Regions from separate parts of the Mus musculus genome. Here all the other regions are linked to region 4. Evidence: chromatin contacts called from public promoter capture Hi-C data. All regions are on one chromosome and are shown on one strand. The core of a region is the stretch at or near the end of the contact, and the rest is flanking DNA. Distances in the headings are between cores, read along the strand shown. Region 1 holds the start of Nsl1 (NSL1, MIS12 kinetochore complex component). Region 2 holds the start of Angel2 (angel homolog 2). Region 3 holds the start of Rps6kc1 (ribosomal protein S6 kinase polypeptide 1). Region 4 holds the start of A130010J15Rik (RIKEN cDNA A130010J15 gene).

Region 1 (3,190 bases), core at 80-2,579, 2.1 Mb after region 4:
CAAGATAACTATTAAAAACATTAAGTGCCGTTTCTCTCCTTGCCTTACTTCTAAGGAGAGAATAACACAGGAGCTACTATTCCCAAAACTGGGGTATAAAACTACAATCCAAGGAAGGTTTCTTCATTATTCTTTCCCTTAACCACTGTTGTTTTAGTTTTTGATGCTGACAACCTCTATATTTACTCTGCACTCTTGTCATTGGTCATGAATGTGCTGTTACAAGCTTGAAACTTTCCCCTACATATAGGCTGTTTATCTGCTTGAGTTAGCAGTCCTTCGATCTCTAGTGTCTTTTCCCAGAAACCATCATATTCAGGGGTACACAAAATATAGGAGAAATAAGTGTGTTCTAAGGGTTTATGGGTGCCGGGGGAGCAACAGGATGCACAGGTTCTACGTAGCCCTGGCTTGTCTGGAACTCACGGCGTGGACCAGACTAGTCTCGAACTCACAGAGATTTGCATGCCCCTGCCTTCCGAGTACTTGGCATACACTGTCATGACCAGCTCAACTAGAACTTGGTAAAATTTAACACCAAGACAGCTTCTTCATCTATTTTCAACTTAAAAAGAAAATGTTTTCTCCCCGAATCCACACGATGTTATAAAAACAAACAAAAACAATAACAATGACCAAAAACCTAGCCAGATGACTGACTTCAAGGATTATCATTTCCTGGAGAATTCCTCATACCAACCAGCAAAGTTGCGCTGGCCCACAGGAGAGCGACTTTGTCTTTACTGCGCACTTAACTACCAAAAGAAATGTTTTGTAAAACACAAGATTTGAAAGCTTGCTATGAAAGCAAAATGTGATGCCTTGTTTATACGTATAGCGCTGTACATGTTCAAGAATATGGGTACACTTAATACCGCCTGCTTCTTAAGATTACATACGTGTTCGCCCTGTATGTTCCTGACAGGAAGCAGCACCCAGGCGGCACTAGCATCTAGTTGCCTTCCCTGGCATTTCCCAAGCCAGTCTTGGGCATCGTTCCATCTGCGAAGGCCTGACATGGGCCCCGAGCCAGAGCCAGGATGCGCTGGGTGAGGACCGGGAAAGAGGGGTCCGTACCCACTGTGCGTCCCGCAGCGCGAGCTCGCGGACGTCCTCCGGCAGCACGGCCCCGAGCTCCTGCACGAAGCGACCGCACATCTCCATCACTTCCATCACCGCCCTCTTCAAGGTGCAGCGCACTCGGAAGTCCTCTAGGGGAGAGTCTGCTGCCGTGGCCTGAGGGTCTGAGGCGGCCTGGGCATCGTGGTCCTGCGGGGCGGAGACGAGCACTGTTTCAGAGACAGCCGCCATCTTCCCGGTTTAAACTAAGGCGGGAATCGCTGAGACCGGAAGGATGCTTCCCTCCCTGGAACGCTCCTGCACGCGTCCGACTGGAAACCCGATCCGCCGCCGCCGCAAGGTTCCGCCTCGGGTTCCGCGGCCCCAGAGTTCCGCCGCCTGGCTTGCAGTCGAGAAGCCTGCAGGAGTAGCTATGGGTTTGGGGTTAGTGGACTGTCACTGCCATCTCTCCGCCTCGGACTTTGACAACGTATGTGAGGGGGACTTGGGGCTTGCGGGAGTCGGGAGGGCCGTGTCTCCTTTCCCGCAAGTTTTTCTCCCCCAAATCCTCAGACCGTACCTAGTCTATGGCGACCCTTTCGAACCAGCGTCCTGGAACTGACATTCCTCATCTTACACGGCGGTTAACTATTTCTATGAAGCTTTAGTTTGTCGTCTCAACACCCCTTTCTCCTACCACTCTTGAGGTGTGCTGATCCATCCAAGCCCTTAGCAGAGGTTCTAGTTCTGGCCCGGCAGAGGGACAAACAAAAATAATAACACTTGATGGAGTGAATGTGTAGGGATGGAAATAGGTTTTACCGGCTACATTGGGGAAAGTGAAGAGGAAGGAGAAGTAGGTGCCTTTTTCTTAGGAGGTGACGCTTAGGGTGTGAGTGTATGGTAGTGATGAACACCGGCAGGTTGTAGACCTCCCATACATTATAGAATTTGATCTGTTTTAGTTAACCAGCAGCTGGAAACACTTAATAAAGGAGAAATTTCCAGGAGCTGGGAAGGGTAGGTCAAGGTCAGTAAGACATTTGGATTGCATTAGATGCACAGTCTTAACCCTTAAAAGTTTAAAAACAAACCCATTTTAAATATATATAGAGAGCGAATATTCTGAAGACAAATTTGCTGCTGAGTGGCAAAAAGGTGGAGGAGAGAAAGTGAGAGCATTTAGGAAACGTCTCAGTTTACAGACAAGAGCTGGTAGAAGCCAGTACAGTGAGAATATCATGAGAATACCATGTACTCAACAAATTTTAGGAATAACACCAACAGTACATGCATGCCTTGGATAAGAACAGCAAGGGGAGGAAGAAATCGAGCATGACTTAGATTTCAGTTTGTGCTTCCTGTAAGGAAGATGGTGATGGCCTTTGCTGAGACGAGAAAAGGTTTGGGATCAGAGTGGGCAGGTGGGCAGCTGGAAATCCTAGTGGGGGGATATTGGTTAAGTCTGATCTCATCCAAGTGGAAAGATTAGAATACATAATCATTTCAAATGTGAGTCGTGGGTCTTGGAGAGAGTAAAAACTCTGTAAGTTGGAGATTCAGCATGGTATCAAAAACCACGAGAAGGGGAGGATATAGCTTAGTGATAGAGATCTTACATAGTGTGGTCGAGGATGTTAAACAAACAAAGGAAAAAGGCAGAATCCCTTAAGGCAAGTGGAAAGAGAACAGAAGAGCTTGAAGTCACAAAAAGGACAGAGAATCAGTCAAGGAGACTGAAGAGTTACCTACCACTAGGCTGTGAAAGCAAATCATGAGGGAAATGTCCAGAAGCCTCTGAGGGACAGAGTGAGAGAGGACAGGAAAGCTCTGTGTGTTTGGCAACAGAGATCTCTGTTTTGATATAGTGTGCATCATGGACTGTGAGAGTAAGGAGGAGGGTGACTTCATTTTCTGCCACTCTGTTCCTTGCTAACAATGTTGTCCTTAATGGTGCCTCTGCTGCCTGTATATGGACCAAGAGCAGTTAATTACTCGTGTAAAACAAACGTGGTTGCTTCTGTTTGTTGTAGGATCTGGATGATGTGTTGGAGAAAGCCAGGAAGGTAAGCTAGAATCCATATCCCCCCCCCTTTTGTGCCCTTCCTGTTTCATTCAACATACTGTTTTT
Region 2 (3,059 bases), core at 151-2,650, 2.2 Mb after region 4:
CAGGAGGCAGAGGTAGGCAGATCTGAGTTGAAGGCCAGCCTGGTCTACACAATGAATCCCAGGACAGCCAGAGATACAAAGAAAAACCCTCCTTCTCTAAAAAACAAACAAACAAAAAACCAAGACAAAAACCAAGTCCAAGACCATCAGCACAGGCTGGTGGTGTCTCTAATTCTCCTGCCTCCACCTCCCCAGTGCTATAACGGTTTACTTTCTGTCTTGAAATGTTTCTATACTGCAACCTGCACAGTGACGCTTATTCTTTGGATTGGCAGTTATTTATACCACATCTTTTTCTTGTAAGATAGTGAGCTTTTGAGGGTTCGAACCTCAGTATTCTCTGAAAGCCCAGTCTCCACCCAAGGGCCAAGCACACAGCTGGTACTCAGAAAATGCCATAGCACAGGAACCAGGAATGGAGTGGGCAGATCCCAACGGCTTATGTAACGACAGTGTGCTATTTCCCACGCGTGGTACGATATAGTTTCAAAGGTTATACAAACCACTGGAATCTTAATAACTAAGTCCTCAAAGTTTATAGGAGAAAAACATAATCCGTACATCCAATTTAAGATTCGGTGGATACTACTTGGGGTGACATTATTAGAGGCTGCATGTACTGTGGCGCTTTAAAATTTCAAGTGAGTTATTTTTTTACTTTTGGAGGCGGAGTGTCACGCTCGCTGCCTAATCCAGGCCAGCCTCAAATTCATGGTTATCCTCCCGCCTCGGCCTCCGGGGTGTGGAAAGTGCAGGCGTGAGCCATCACGCCAGGCTCTCAAAGAGTGGATTGAAAGAAAAATACCCAGGACGGAGCAAGAACTTGAGTGGCGGTGAAAGTTGGCCTCCGCGTGACCGACGCTGCCCAGCCACCCCGGGGCGCGCAGCCTCCCTCCGGGCGGGGCCCTGCGCGCGGGCGGCGGCGGCGAGCGTGGAGGCCGCGCGAGGCCCGCAGGATCCCGGAGGCCGCGGCCACCGCTGCTGCCCGCCCGCGCGTTACCTCTCCCCGGGCGCCGCCTGGCGCGTCCCCGCCGCGGACCCTCTTCCTCCGCCTTCCTCCCGCGCCCCGCCGCCCCGCCCCTCCCCTCCCCGCCCGCCCCTCCAGGTCCCTCCCTCTGTCCATCCCGCCGGCCGCTCGCCACTGACCGGCCTCGCCCCGCCACACAGCGGCCGTAGCCCCTCCTCACACAGCGCCACGTCTCCATCTTGGCTCTCTGTGAGCGCCCAACGCCCGGGCCCGCGGCTGCACCTCAGCTTCGGCCGCTCGCCGGGTCCTACCGGATCCCCATCACTCGGCTCCCGGCCGGCCGCTAGGCATGCTGGGAGGAGCGTCTCGCCGCAGGCCCGGTCACCATCTTGCCTTCTGGGGCAGTTCCTTTAAGCAGTGCGACTCCGGGCATGCGCAGAGCGTGCGCGGACAGCCATTTCCTGGTAGGGCGGAAGGCTAGCGCTTGACGGCTTTCTTAAGACATAGGAAGGAGCAGGAGCTGCGTGAGACCTAAAGTGTATTTACGTGGTTGCGTAGATCCAAAAGGTAGATTTCCACGTTGAGGAAATACTATTCTGTGGGTTCCCGTAGAACTTTATAATTGATTTTGTGCAAATCTCAGAGAACCCACTTGTACATTAATTAGTGCGTTGATGATCCGAGTCTGTCAGATCGAGCGTAGCTTTCTTGGAAAACATAAATGGAGAAGGGACAGCGAGAATAGCGAGGCAGAGGGCACTGGAAACCAGGGTCGCTGCTTGCTTAGTTTCTTTGGTAGAGCTGTGTAGCTGTGGGTAGTAATTTCTTGGGAAGTTTTGTTCTTTTCCTTGTGTTAATTTTGAGAGATACTTTATCCTTCGTGTATATCCTTCTCTTTATCTGCAGTTGTTATATTGTGTAAACATGTCAGGAATGCTGAATTAGCAAACTCTGAGGAAAGCTAGTCTCTGATTGCACACGCACACTCGTGAGTGTCCTTAGACAAAAGTCTTGTGCAGTCCAGGCATTCGTCAAACTTATCTCACATGCCTGTCTGAGCACTGTGGTCACCAGCAACGTACTGCCATACTTGGCTTCGGACCACATTTTCATCAACCAATATGAAGTCTTGTTTTATGCATGTTCCTTATTTAATTTATATTGTCACTTCATTAACGTTAAACTCTGTCCAACAGTCTTCTGATACATACCTAATTGAAGATAATTTAGTACACATATTTTCTCTATATTACATCATTAACTTTTGTCACCTCAGAATCTTGCAGCAGTATACTTGGGGGGCACTTTTAATAGAAAAATCAGTAAAACTGTGGGAAAGGGACACTAAGTAGTCGGTAGAAAGGTTAGTTTTTTACGGTCTGAAAACTCAAGAGGGCAGAGTGCCTTGTTTAACCTCAGGGACAAGCACACTAGGCAACTAAAATTTGCCTTTCTCCTTGTTGGAGAAAAACCAAAACACTGTGAGGATTGATTTGGACATTTTAGGTAGGTTTTAGGGAGTAGGCAGTTTACAAACGCAGTGTCCACAAATGGGGGCTGACTGCTTGAGGTTTATACTGTCCTATTTTCTAAGGGTGATCACAATGTTGTTGTTAGTTACATGTGGCCAGTAGTGTCCTATATGCCTTGTTCCATAATCACATTGTAAGTGACTTGTGAACAGTGTCCATGACTCCTGTTCAAATCTATTCAACCTAGTACTCTACTGACTACACAACATACGGCAAACAAAGATCATTGATAGGGTTATTAACTGGAGCAGACTTAAGGAAGACCTGTCAATCACCAGACTTTCTCCTCCAAGCACACCTTAGCTCCTCTGCTTGTTGTGCAAAGAAAAATGTAGTGTTTTGAAATAAGCAAATGGCATTAAGGTCCTTCCTTCCTTCCTTCCTTCCTTCCTTCTTTCCTTCCTTCCTTCCTCCCTCCCTCCCTCCCTCCCTCCCTTTCCTTTGTTTGAGACAGGGTTTCTCTGTGTAGCCCTGGCTGTCCTGGAACTCACTCTGTAGACCAGGCTGACCTGGAACTCAGAGATCCACCTGCCTCTACCTCCAGAGTGTTGGGATTAAAG
Region 3 (3,346 bases), core at 672-3,171, 2.3 Mb after region 4:
ACTGACGCTAGACTGACTGCCCAGGAGAAAGACTGAATGGATGAGGTCATACCCACTCAGTGGACAGTGAGGAAGGGTGAAATGCAACAGAATACCATTGGTCCTTCTTCCTGGCTATCTGCCATCTGTCTTTCCTGTATCAGGCAGTTTCCTTTGATCAGAGGCCATTCTGGATTATCGGTTTTCTATAGCATGCCATGGTATGTACTGGTCATATTTATATACTTCGTTGCATACTAGTGATGGTATGTAAAGAAAGAGAGGAACAGTCTTTATAACTCCAATGCCTCATTAGTATAAAGTCTGACACATAGCAGGTAGTGAATTCAGGGTTAATGAATAAGTGATAGCTAGTTTTTTGACTGTATAGGCTTGAGCTAGAGAGATAACAGCAGTTAAGAACACCTGGTGCTCTTGCAGGGGACCTACCTGGATTTGGATCCCAGGACCCACATGAACCATCCTGGGGATCTGTGGTGATTTTTTTTTTTTGTGGGTACCAGGTATACATGTGGTCAACATACATGCAGGCAGGCAAAAGACCCATACACATAAGAGAAATAATAAGAAAAGCCTAAAGGCTCAGAAGAGGTTAATAGTCGAAGATCAAACATACAGGGTGGAGACATTATTAGAACAACGTTTTTCTTTCTGCCAAAGAGAGTGGAAATCAGCACATGAGTGGAGCAAGTAGTTTTCAAATGAGCAAGGGTGTCAGGCTGGGATGGAGATGTGAGCAGACAAAGGGTGCTAAAGTCACTCTTTTCCTTTGTAAAAGGATTTTTATTTTTATGTCTATGGGTGTTTTTCTGCTCTTAGGTATGTGTACTACTTGTGTGCTGGAGGAGGCCAGAAGAGGGCATCAGATCCCTCAGAACTGGAGTTACAGGCAGCTAAGAGCTGCCACTGGCATGCTGGGATTTGAACCTCACCCATTCCTCCGGAAGAGCAATCAGAGATCCTAACTAACTACTCAACCACATCTCTAATTCTTCTTACCATCTCTGTTTCTCCCTCTTTGTTTCTTCCCTTCCTTCCTTCCTTAATTGTGTGTTCTAGGGGTTAGAAGGCAGGGAGGAGAGGAAGCAAGAGACACAGAATTAACAACGACAGAACCTTGCAATGAATCTTTTGGGAATGAGAGCTCTGATCAAGAGAAAGTTAAAAAAAAATTGCCAGGTAGGGGATGCCAATCAATAGAAACTGGAGACTCTTTGTAGTGACTTTGAGAGTCTCCTTCTACAACCCCCACAACAGATGCACATTTAAGAGTCTAGGGACTGTTGAAAAAACAACAAACTTCTTTGTTGTTGTTGTTGTTGAGAGTCTTGTTATGTATAGCAGACTGCCCTGGATCCTGTGACTGAGCAAATTTTGTGTTTTGAGACAGGTTCTCCCCATGTAGCCCAGCTTAACTCTGAACTCACTACTTGACCCATGTTGGTCTCAAGCAATCTCCCTGAGAGAGTGGGAGGGATGCACTTCTATTCTACGTAGGGTGAGGGCTTGTCGTGCAGCTGTAGGTATGTCAAAGAGGGTTCATCTACGGGAAAATGGGGACGTGTCTGTCAGAGCGCTGCGATGTTGCTGTGGGCACCGCACAGAGTAAGTAGGGAAGGAAAGGAGATGCTTGGCTCGGGTACCGCTGCGTCCATCACCCAGGACTCTACAGGAGCACAGGGCGGGAGGCCCAACCCTCTCCCCAGCTCGCAAATTCTAGTAGACATCGAAGCTAGTGCACCAGGAGACTTAGTAGGGACGCCTCCGGTATCCATGGCGACTGAGCTAGGCGCTAGTAACCACAGCGGACGATACAGCTCGGAGAGGATCCAGAGCCGCACCTTCTTATCCCGAACGTCGACCGGGATGACCCGGAAGTCTGTGTGGTGATCCGGAAGCAGATCCAAGCGACAGCCCCCCAGGAGCCACCGCCCCCTCTTCGCGGTGCTCGTGCTTAGTGCTGCGTGGAGTCCGGCACAGCTGGGGCTGCCCGATGGTCCCCAGCTGGCGGAAGCACGGGCGGAGGGAGGATGACCTCTCCTTGGGGTCACAGTGCGGACCTGGCCCGCTTCTACACTGTCACCGAGCCCCAGCGACACCCCAGGGGCTACACTGTCTATAAGGTTACCGCACGGGTGAGTTTCTGGATAGGGACACTGGGCGGGGCACGGGCTCCGGGCTGCGGCTGGGTGCGGCGAGTGGTAGGTAGGTTGGTAGGGAGGGATGGAGACTCGGACAGGAGACCCTAGACAGTACACAGGAACTCCAGGCAGAGATGGGACTCTAGGTTCGAGATGTTGAGGACCCCAGGCAGGAGATGGGATCTCAGAATGGAGATGCTGGGGACCCTTGCCAGGAGACAGGACTCCAGGATGGAGATATTGGAGACCTCAGTCAGGAGAGAGGGACCCCAGGATGGAGATGATGGGAACTCTAAGCATGAGAATGGACTCCTGGTAGACTGGAGTGCAGGCTCCATAAGGGATGCTGGGCTCCACCAGCCATTCTGGGGTGGAACACTGGTGGATGTCTTTAAATGGATGACCTAGTCCTCTGTCCTATGTGGACTTTCTCTTGAAATGAAATTTGCAGAATTGGGCTGGTGCATTCCAGAGGGAAAACACACACTTAAAAATGTTAGTGGGTGTGTTGTGGGGCTTATGTAACGGAAGGGACGTTTCCTCTTCTCATTCAGTGGCTGGCTTGCCGTGAGGCAGGTAGAATCTTGGGAAGATTTCGCTGTTAAGACGCTCGTCTTGGATCTTTAGCCTTTGCTTCTGAGTTTTGATGAGTCTTTTCAGGAGACACATGTGTACTTAAGTGAGACTTGAGGGTGGTTGGTGTGGCACAATGGCTCAGCAGGTAAAGATGCTTGCTGTCAAGCCCGAAGAACTGTTTTCATTCCCTGGGACCTACATGGTGGAAGGAGAGAACTGACTCCTGCAAATTGTCCTCTGACCACTGAAGGTGTCGTCCCCCCAAATAAATAAATGGTAATTTTTTTTTACATAAATTCACTGTTCCAAATTTAGTACTGTTTTTCTTAAATTTTGTTGCCTCAGCTTAAGTTTTGAGAACTCGTTTTCCTGGGAAATGAGAACAATAACATGAAATAAGTGCTTATGTGCACTGCTGTGTGTATGCTGGGCATTTTGTACAACTTCATGATGAGGAAGCAGATTCAAGGAAGTTTAAAAGTTTGCTAAAGTTTCTGTTGCAGAGCAGTAGCAGCTTTGAGCTTCGGGACCAGTTCTGCTTAACCCACGATGAGGAAACTCAGTTGCTAGTGTTAAGTCTTGAAGAAGAGGGGTATTGACGGAGGGGCAATAATAATGTTAATAGTGCA
Region 4 (3,282 bases), core at 181-2,680:
AACAAACTCTCTGGAACACTAAAGGAGTACAGCAGAATTGATGGTTGACCAGGCAGCCACGAAATCCGGGCAGTAAACACCCGCAGGGGAGTCATGGTTAAGCAGTTGTCATCTTCACGGTTCAGGTCAAATGTGTAAGAGACTGGATATCCCAGGAGTATCCCAAATACAGTGCAGAGATTCCAGTCTGAGGAATGTAGCCTGGTGTAGGAGACTCCCTGAGACACATCTTTCTTAAGTCCTCGAAAACGTGTGATGACGTCAGCTATGAGAGATTTCAAGTCCGGGAGCTGGTCCACCGACCGGACAGAAGGATGAGGTTGGGAGCGGGAAACGTCCACGAAAGCTACAGTACCAAGCAGTGTCTGTTCCAAATGCTGACAGGCATACTCAGGACTGACAATAAAGTTATTCTCTCCAATCTCAAGAATGTGAAGTCCTGGCTCCAGGAAGCCCAGCCCCTGTAGTTCCTCCAGATAACTTTGGAGCGCCAATACTCCTGCAGAGTTGCAATCATAGAGTACAGCTGGCTTCAGCCCGCGGGCCACAGCCAGCACCTCTCCTGCCAGGTGAAGGCAGGTAGCTCGAGGTGGGCATTTTCTCTTGCCCATGCCCAGAGTCTGCTGAGCAGCTGCCACCAGCAGCTGAGGGCTTGGTGTTGACATAAGATCTGGAAGTTACATGACATATGGCCTCCTTAGCTAGCCACAGTTCCTTTCCCTGGGCCACACACAGTTCAGCTCCCAGCACTTGAGAAAGATCCTAGAAACAATATGGTAGGGGGAAATCGTTAATACTGTCAAGATGGGGTCACCAATGCTGCACCCCATTTCTCTGGCAGACTTAAGTTTACGAAATCGTCCTTCTAGTCACATTTACATTGTCTCTGGCTTCGATTCTAACTTTTACCTGGTGCAATTTATGCTCTGGGATTCAAACCTTACAGCAAAAGTTACCACTTCTCCCAAAACTGTCCAACTGGGACAGAACTCTGGGCTCTAAACTTCAGCGCCTGTAAGCTCTCCATTGCCAGCTCCTCAGACAGATCTCCACAGAGCGCTCACAGCAGCCTGATCAAACCAGCATAAGCTACAACGCGGAGTAATCACCGCCTCACCCTGCGACACTCAGGTAAGAGAAGCCGCTAGAACTGGGGCACGAGCCAGTTTAACACTTGCTGGACCCTCTTCCCTTCTAGGAAGGCACGCTCCCACCGCCACACCTACCCACACGTGCCTACGCGGTGGTAGACTAGTTACAAAAGGAAGCGCTCTGCCTCAAGACACTCGGCTAGCATTTCCGCCGCAGGTTCGGGGGCGCAGGAAGCCCTTCCGCCTGCCCGCCAGCGGCGTAGTGCCCTCCCACGCCCCACACTCGGTACTGTGAAAACCCGACAGTGTGTGCAGAAGCCCAGGGAAAGACAGCCTGACGTGCATGCGCACTGGCTTACTCCGCCTTTCCGTGACGTCATTTGAAAAGCAAACGCAAGCCAGAACCTTTGAAGAGGCTGCGGACGGAGTGGGAGGTAAAGCCACCTTAGACCCGCCCCTTCCGGTAGAGCCCCTGCGGGCGGGCCTTGCGAGGCGGAAGTGGAAGTGGGGGAGAAGCCGCTGGGACCGCCAGTTGTCAGTCCGCGGAATAAGGGACACCTCTCCTGTGGGCAATGCTGTAAAGCTTTATTTTGTATTATTATTTTTTTAATGTACCTAAATTCTGAACTTGACAGGTATGCCAAGGCCATGCATATTCACTCCTTTTTTAAAAATCGCCTTATTGTGTGGGCGTGCACAATGGCGCCCTGTCAGCTCTCGCTTCCACCTTGTAAGAGGGTCCGAGGTACTGAACTCAGGAAGCCAGCCTGCTGAGCAAGTGCCATTAACTGCTGAGCCAGTACTGTTGTACTATGTGTTGCAGGGGCTGGCCCGGAACGGGACTTCTCGTTCTCTGGTTTATGCCGCGTTGGGGATTGAGCTCTGGAATTCACGCGTGCCAAACACTACTAACTGTATGTCTGCAGCCTGAGTATTCACTCTCAGTGTGCCGAGGTACTGCATTGTACCTTCTTCATGGAGCTCAAAGCCCGAGAGTCCAGTTTGCTGATCATCTTATTTTAAAAGATTGATTTTTATTTCCATTCATAAGTTTGTGCAGGTGCCCAGGAAGCCAGAAAAGGGAGTAGGGTCACCTGGAGCTGAATAAGTTAAAAATATTGTGAGCTGCCTAACACGGGCTTTGGGAACGGAATTCAAATCTTTGGGAGAAAAAGCAGGTCTCATCTCTACAGCCACACTGTTGTGGTGGGGATTTGTTTGTTGAGACAATGTCTTGCTATGTATTCCTCAAACATGACAATCCTCCTGCCTCAGCCTCGGAAGTTCTGAGGTTAGAGTCTACCCTAATTGAATGATACCTCAAGGAGTTATCTATACCTCAAGGAGGATGGGCAAAACTAAGGAGGGGAACACCATCTAGGAAGCCAAAGGTGAGTTAACATCCTTACTGGCCGCTTCAAGGCCACCCATGCCCCTGACCATAACCTCTGACCCACTGCTTTGTAAGTAAACCTAATGGACTCCTTGGTACCCCAGATTGAACTTCGGTGGAACTGTACCCTCATCTGCCATTAGGACCTTAGAAAGTGCCTTGTTCCTTTCTCCAGAGAAGTCTTACAGCAGATAGGAAGGTCAAATGTTGACATAAGGAATTTGCCTATATCTTCTGTGAAGGAAATCTTAAGAAAACTCTAGCCTGGACAAATGGCCCCAAGTTATGGGCAGCAAAATGGAGACCCAGACTGGAGGTTTTACAGTGGTGCTATGCTGGTACCTTCATACCAAAAAGGACCAGCAGTGTGTTAAAGACAGACAGACAGTATGTAAGGAGGATCAGTTTGTAGGGCCTGCCAGTCTAACTTAGGTTCTCAGCTCAGGGGGAGTCAGTACTAAAAATTGATAGAACCAGTACTCTAGCTTTATATTTTTTTCTTCCCAAGTTTATTTTACGTTCTCATGATAGTTAGCAATAAATCTCCAAATTGAAAGACGTAGGTCATTTATTACAGCACAAATATCTTAGAACACACTGTATCAGACACTGCTAAAGACCTGGCAATAAATCTAAGACAAACAGTTTTGACTTTCCAAGTTGGCAGTCAGTCAAGCAGAACATAGATGCGGAGCAATTTACAAACGACACAGTTACTCTTAAAGTTTAAGATGCTACATGAACATACAACTGAGAACTGTGGAGAGGAGATGAGATTCAGCATCTGCCTTCAGGGTT

Evidence for each region. Promoter capture Hi-C pulls out the DNA fragments that hold promoters and counts their contacts.
Region 1: a promoter capture Hi-C map of pre-B cells shows a contact between it and region 4, with 6 times the contacts expected there. The contact joins the promoter of Nsl1 here to the promoter of A130010J15Rik in region 4. A contact is called at or near these places in 5 of 39 promoter capture datasets (the C10 cell line, HPC-7-derived erythroid cells, fetal liver and 2 more) and 2 of 484 Hi-C or Micro-C datasets (B cells and pre-B cells).
Region 2: a contact with region 4 is called in a promoter capture Hi-C map of pre-B cells, with 9 times the contacts expected there. The contact joins the promoter of Angel2 here to the promoter of A130010J15Rik in region 4. A contact is called at or near these places in 4 of 39 promoter capture datasets (the HPC-7 cell line, erythroid cells, liver and 1 more), 1 of 484 Hi-C or Micro-C datasets (B cells), 1 of 115 datasets of contacts at active chromatin or transcription factors (large pre-B cells) and 2 of 9 other capture datasets (liver and macrophages).
Region 3: a contact with region 4 is called in a promoter capture Hi-C map of hematopoietic stem and progenitor cells, with 4 times the contacts expected there. The contact joins the promoter of Rps6kc1 here to the promoter of A130010J15Rik in region 4. A contact is called at or near these places in 1 of 39 promoter capture datasets (hematopoietic stem and progenitor cells) and 1 of 9 other capture datasets (liver).

Annotation. Positions count from the first base shown.
Region 1 is chr1:191,061,160-191,064,349 of GRCm38.p6, reverse strand. It overlaps Nsl1 (NSL1, MIS12 kinetochore complex component), which reads right to left and starts at 1,329. Exons shown (of 6, transcript NM_198654.3): 1 at 1,078-1,329. The coding sequence starts at 1,311. Tatdn3 (TatD DNase domain containing 3) reads left to right here and starts at 1,440. Exons shown (of 10, transcript NM_001357166.1): 1 at 1,440-1,549; 2 at 3,093-3,125. The coding sequence starts at 1,493.
Region 2 is chr1:190,926,846-190,929,904 of GRCm38.p6, reverse strand. It overlaps Angel2 (angel homolog 2), which reads right to left and starts at 1,400. Exons shown (of 9, transcript NM_021421.4): 1 at 1,147-1,400. The coding sequence starts at 1,205.
Region 3 is chr1:190,910,345-190,913,690 of GRCm38.p6, reverse strand. Rps6kc1 (ribosomal protein S6 kinase polypeptide 1) reads left to right here and starts at 1,921. Exons shown (of 15, transcript NM_178775.4): 1 at 1,921-2,135. The coding sequence starts at 2,031.
Region 4 is chr1:193,171,725-193,175,006 of GRCm38.p6, reverse strand. It overlaps A130010J15Rik (RIKEN cDNA A130010J15 gene), which reads right to left and starts at 1,430. Exons shown (of 2, transcript NM_181048.3): 1 at 1,227-1,430; 2 at 1-762. The coding sequence starts at 665. It overlaps Irf6 (interferon regulatory factor 6), which reads right to left. Exons shown (of 8, transcript NM_016851.2): 8 at 2,971-3,282.